Linked DNA regions of Mus musculus: region 2 is linked to region 1. The links are chromatin contacts, called in public Hi-C maps. All regions are on one chromosome and are shown on one strand. The core of a region is the stretch at or near the end of the contact, and the rest is flanking DNA. Distances in the headings are between cores, read along the strand shown. Region 1 overlaps Tert (telomerase reverse transcriptase). Region 2 overlaps Slc6a19os (solute carrier family 6 (neurotransmitter transporter), member 19, opposite strand).

Region 1 (2,681 bases), core at 101-2,600:
CCATTGGACACACAAACTTTATATGCCCCAGTACAGGGGAACGCCAGGGCCAAAAAGGGGGAGTGGGTGGGTAGGGGAGTGGGGGTGGGTGGGTATGGGGGACTTTTGGTATAGCATTGGAAATGTAAATGAGCTAAATACCTAATAAAAAATGGAAAAAAAATCACATGATCATCTCAATAGATTCAGTAAAGGCTTTTGACAATAGAACTCAGAGGCTGTGTAACTTGACATTTGCTAAATATGTAACACACTGTAAAATAATTCAGTTTATAACCCATTTTCAAGGAGAAAAAAAAAAATCAACAAACAGGTACTCTTTAAAAAGCACTGCTGTGGTGAAGAGAGCCCAGACTGGCTCTATGCTGGAGCAGCCCACCAGCCTGCAAAGGCCTGTTTTGTGTGTCTGGATCCGATGTAAGGTTGAGTGCTTAAGCATTTGGTTGGACCTTCTGTACCCAAAGTCCCCACCTGTGAGACTGGTACAACAGTACTTGGCTCCTTTTTGCTGAACTGTTAGGAGCGCCAATACTGAACAGAATTCCAGGGTTATTAGAGGTGAAGTCAGGCATGACAAGGAATACCTGATTATCTAAATTCACAATATGTATTAGAATGTAATTGGAAATGTTAGATGGGCATACTGGGACACCACAAGCTACAAGTGTGCAACTGAGTGTCTTCTCACAAACACAGCCAAGGGTGGGCCTGACTCCTGAAAGCACTGAGCACAGACTCATGAGTCTATGTCCATGTGGCAGGAAACTTAACCTACTCACGTGGTTCTGCTTGACGCACTTAAAAGTCAAATCCAAGTGCACAGTGCCTCTGAGCTTCCTGCCTGTTACTCTAGTGGAGAAGATCTTAGCAAATGTGAGGGGTGCCTGGGTGACCTCCTTGTCCTGACCATCTGGTGACACCCACCCCTGCCAGCACCTGCGTGTCTGCACCTGCATGTATGTTTGGTTCCATTGTGTTCTCTGAGAAGGCACTCACTTTTTTCACACGGCTGTCACCAAGAATGTCCCTTCACTAATAAAGCTGCTATGAATTGTCCCAGATAAATATTCAGGAGGCTGATTGCTTGTTATTCATAGGATAGCCTTGGAGTCGGTGGACAGGGATGTGGTCTGCACCACCCCAGGTTGTAGCAAGAGTGGGGAATGGAAGAGATAAGGGTAGTACTTAACTTGTTATCTTCTTAGGTCTTAGCAGCTGACAATGGTAGATACCACTGTTTGTGTATGTGGCCTGTGAGCAGGTTCACTGAAGGTGTCTGTTTATTCATGCACACATGGGGAGGGATGTCAGATACAAGTGTGAAACCCATCACGGCTGCTGCTTCTGACCATATCCATCACCACCACCAGGTGCTATACGCAGTGCCAGGGCATCCCCCAGGGCTCCAGCCTATCCACCCTGCTCTGCAGTCTGTGTTTCGGAGACATGGAGAACAAGCTGTTTGCTGAGGTGCAGCGGGATGGGTAAATGTTTTTTCCTTTTACTGCTCCCAGGGGCTGGGTCACTGAGTGTGTGTCACAGCTGGTTTATGTTCGAGACACAAAGGCCATTGCCTTCGCTTCATGAAAAGCTGTGAAGCATCCCAGAGCCATTCTTGTTAGGACAGTAAAACTGTTGTTCTCTTTTTTTGAAGAACCACTTTGTTTTTTCTATGTGCATCCCTATACTTAGAGTGTTACAAGTTGGCTCACTTAAAGGTAGATGCTCTGTGAGACCTCTTGATGTGTCTTTTATTTAGGTTGCTTTTACGTTTTGTTGATGACTTTCTGTTGGTGACGCCTCACTTGGACCAAGCAAAAACCTTCCTCAGGTAAGGACCATCATGCCTGGGTTTCTACTGTATTATCAAGGGGTGTGTGTGTGTGTGTGTGTGTGTGTGTGTGTGTGTGTGTGTGTGTGTGTTTACATCTGTATAAGATATAAAATGTGCTAAGGCAGCATATTTAACTGGTTAGTAATTTTGCATGCCTGGGGCTCATATGGTCACCAAGACCAAGTGGCAGAGGCACCTCACCTGTGCATCCAGGCATGGGACGCCTGTAGCACCAAGGAAGAGAGTCTGATACTCATAGCTGATCCAGCTTGGTCTCACCGAGCATGCAGTGAGAGACCAGGTCAGTGTCAGTATTTAAAGAATCTCCAAGTAGGACAGCAGGCATTAACTCCCATCCCTCCCAGCTGAGTCCACAGAAGGGCTATTTGCCAAGGCCTGAGGCACAGAGCCCTCCTGGGAGATGTGTTGTCCCTGAGAACATTCCTGACAACTTGGACACTTCACATCACACCACGAACAAGCACTGGGTGAACAGGTTCTGTGGAGTCGCTTTTCTTTATGGGATTGTTAGGAAGAGACTAGAGAATTTGGATTTACTAAACATTGGTGTATTGAGGCACTGCTATTGCACGAGGAGTGATCACTTCTCTTACATAATATTCATACTAGTGGGTTATAGTGTGTATTCTAGACTGTGTTTATAGTATATACAGGTTAGGCCAGGGATTTGGGCACATCTGGTTGTAAAGTTAATTTCTGTGGCTCAAACTAGAATCAGGTACTACAGCCTAGCTTCAGAGCAGCAACCATACATTGAGGTTCCTTAGGCACTGCAGAGTTTGAGGTTTCTTCAGATCAGCTATTACAGAAGAGGCTCCCTCCAGGT
Region 2 (2,681 bases), core at 123-2,622, 68 kb after region 1:
GAGGAGAAAGGGCAAGGATGAGCCATCCTGCTGACCAAAGAAATCACATATCTACCAGCTTCTTCAAAGGGTGAGAAGGGCAGGCTCATGAGGCACAGTGGGGGATGGAAAGTCCTGGTAACAGGCACTCACAGTTACCAGAGTCAATGATGGCTTATTAGACACTATGCATTTTCCCTACCCCATGCTTTGAGCCACAGTCCTTACAGTGTTTTCTGCTGTGCAGGGCAGTCTCACCCAGCCTTCAGGAACTTCTTTCTGAGCATCCTGACAGAACAAGAAGCCTTCTGTGTCCAAAAGATGATGCCCTTTCAGACTGCATGTCCACCCGGCCCTGGTCAGGATCCTGAAGTCTGTAACATCTGCTTGGTTACCATAACTGAAGAAGTGGTCAGCCACATGGCCTCGGTCTCACCAATGAGCAGTGCTTCTGCATCACCAGGCCCAAGAGCTGGTCCCCAAGTGGTCAACATCGTGAACATTCCTGGCCCTCAGAGATACTTGTGTGGCACTCTAGTTCCCATCAGGTTGCTAGGAAGCAGAAGGACCATTGGGAAGGATGCCTGACCCTGACCTTGGCTGTCTCAGGGTTTCTTCTCAACTCTCCCCATCCTTACCCTCCTCCATGAAGAATGACTTCTTCTATTGGGTGGGGACAGTTGCAGAGAGGCTAGTCTTTCAGGGAGAGGAGAATGTCATGGAACCCAGGCTTGGCCATTGATCCCTGTGCCACCAAAGCAGGTCTCAAGGACACCACCATCCCAAGGTTAAATGTCCCTAAAGGACCTAGCATTTATACCTCTACTCAGATATAAGCAGCAGGTGTGAAAGGCATTTGGCATGCTCTCGTGACCTATAGAGGGAGAGCCAAAACTCACACTGTTAAGGGACAGTCATACACAGTAACATCCCATCTTCTGTGGCTAACAGCCACCAGGCCTGTGTTGACCAAGGTGAATGGCTGGGGCTTCTTGACTGCACTGAGGAGTGAACAGGGAGAGAAGTTTGAAGCCCTGCTATGGTGCCCCCAACAATATCCACCTTGTGTCTTTCTTATGAGAGCAGAGGCAGAAATTGGGTGAGGAGCTGGAACAGGATGCCCATCTCAAAGACCAAGCAGTAACGTTCTGAAAACTCCAGTGCCTGGGCCATGAGGCACAGAGGAGGATCCACTCTGATGGCTCTCCGGAGCCCTCCTCTGTGGGGCCTGTGGGAAGGGCTAAATTGGAGGAAGGCCATGGAGGAAAGCCATCAGAAGAAGGCTCGTGATGGGCAGTCATTAACCTTTGTCTGAAGCAGTTTGTTTACAGGGGAGCTGTGTTTGGAGGCCAGAGTTGCTGAGCAGCACTCAGAAGTCACAAGACTCCGGATGCACCAGCCTCTGCTAAGCTCAGTATTGACTCTGAGCCCGCAGTTAAGCCCACGATATTAGCCTCACCCCTTAAAGTCATCTCTGCACATTTTGTTTGTGTCTCCTGCCTTTGTCATCTCTGAAACCTTTCTGCGACAAGTGGGTGGGGGTGGGGTGCAGAGAGAGGGGAGACAGGGGAGAAGAGGGAGAAACAGACACGGGGAGGAGAAACAGAAAGAACAAGACCTTGGTGCTGAAAGCATCAGAAATTTACTGTGAGCCTCTAGGCTCTGGTTACTAGGAGGCGGCTCCTCCAATGGAGCCCTGCTTGACTCACCTCGCAGGCCTGGCAAGGAAGCATTCAACCTGTAAGGGATGACTGCCAGCCAGCTGTTTCTTACTAGAGATCTTGGCGGAAACAATTCAGGATGCAGCTTGATTTTGTCTCCGAGTTATAGCACCCACTGACCCTCAGCCTTGTGCAGAAAAGAAGGGGAGCCAGAATGACCGGTACCTCCCTGAGCACACCCACTACCTCAGCCCCAGAGCCATCTGCTGCTTTGCTGCTAGTGGCCAGGGCTTGACTGCGATCCTTAGCTATTATGAACACTGCTGAAACAAGCACCTTGTTTCAGAAGTCTTCCTTATACTCTTCACACACAGGATTTCTCAAAAAGTGGCTGATGGTTAAGAGAGATGAAAGCTACTTCCAGGAAGCACTTCCAGGAAGGGGCCTTGGGGAGGATGTCCCTCGACTCCCTGGGAGCACTAGTTAGTTATCATTTCAATCTTGTCCAATTTAAGAAATAGAAAAATCATACGTTATGGAATTGGTTTATGTTCCTTTAACTTCAGGCTAGCTTGGCAGTTTCCATATTCACAGACTTCTGTAGGTTTTCTGTGACAAGCTGTTCCACCTATTTCCGTGGGCTGGCAATCTAAGCATTGCCCCCTTGAGTCTTTGCGTGTCACAACTAAGAGGCACAAACAGGCCCAGCACAGCCTCCATAAGGTCCATGTATCTCAGGCTACTGGGCTGAGGCACTGGGTAGGGAAGATGGGAGCTGTATAAAGAGACTCTGGGGTGAGCCCTCCCCTGAGCCCAGAGCACTAGCTCCCTACTATAAGATGCAGGTGAATTACCTTCAGGCACTTCTTGGCAGCTATCAAGCTGTGTTGGACGTTTCACTGAAGACTAGTCTAGCCCATAGTATCAAGGTAGATTGGGTGTTTTAGGAAGAGCTTGGCAGGTCCCCAGATCTCCAAGATCCCTTGCCAAGACAACTCCAAGAGGCCGTGCAGCAACAGCAGGTAGTCTGGTGTGAAGGTG

The links. Hi-C and Micro-C count contacts between places; a contact is called where the count stands out from the background.
Region 2: a contact with region 1 is called in a Hi-C map of double positive thymocytes, with 3 times the contacts expected there. The contact joins two enhancer-like sites. A contact is called at or near these places in 18 of 39 promoter capture datasets (the 3T3-L1 cell line, 3T3-L1-derived adipocytes, the C10 cell line and 12 more), 6 of 15 datasets of contacts at CTCF or cohesin (CD8 T cells, hippocampal excitatory neurons, large pre-B cells and 3 more), 95 of 484 Hi-C or Micro-C datasets (3T3-L1-derived adipocytes, the 63-12 cell line, B cells and 58 more), 17 of 115 datasets of contacts at active chromatin or transcription factors (the 230-238 cell line, CD8 T cells, DN3 thymocytes and 12 more) and 4 of 9 other capture datasets (adipose tissue, embryonic stem cells, liver and 1 more).

The regions. Positions count from the first base shown.
Region 1 is chr13:73,640,606-73,643,286 of GRCm38.p6, forward strand. Tert (telomerase reverse transcriptase) reads left to right here. Exons shown (of 16, transcript NM_009354.2): 9 at 1,371-1,484; 10 at 1,760-1,831. Among named protein-coding and RNA genes, the nearest start is that of Tert, 15 kb to the left of the region's middle. Within about 2 kb of position 1,351, at least 8 of the 459 cell types and tissues checked have an H3K27ac peak or open chromatin away from gene starts, as enhancers often do. A contact at or near this core is called in the P5424 cell line and double positive thymocytes, where this site is marked.
Region 2 is chr13:73,708,394-73,711,074 of GRCm38.p6, forward strand. Slc6a19os (solute carrier family 6 (neurotransmitter transporter), member 19, opposite strand) reads left to right here. Exons shown (of 2, transcript NR_168890.1): 2 at 227-1,457. Among named protein-coding and RNA genes, the nearest start is that of Slc6a19, 9.0 kb to the left of the region's middle. Within about 2 kb of position 1,373, at least 26 of the 459 cell types and tissues checked have an H3K27ac peak or open chromatin away from gene starts, as enhancers often do. A contact at or near this core is called in the P5424 cell line and double positive thymocytes, where this site is marked.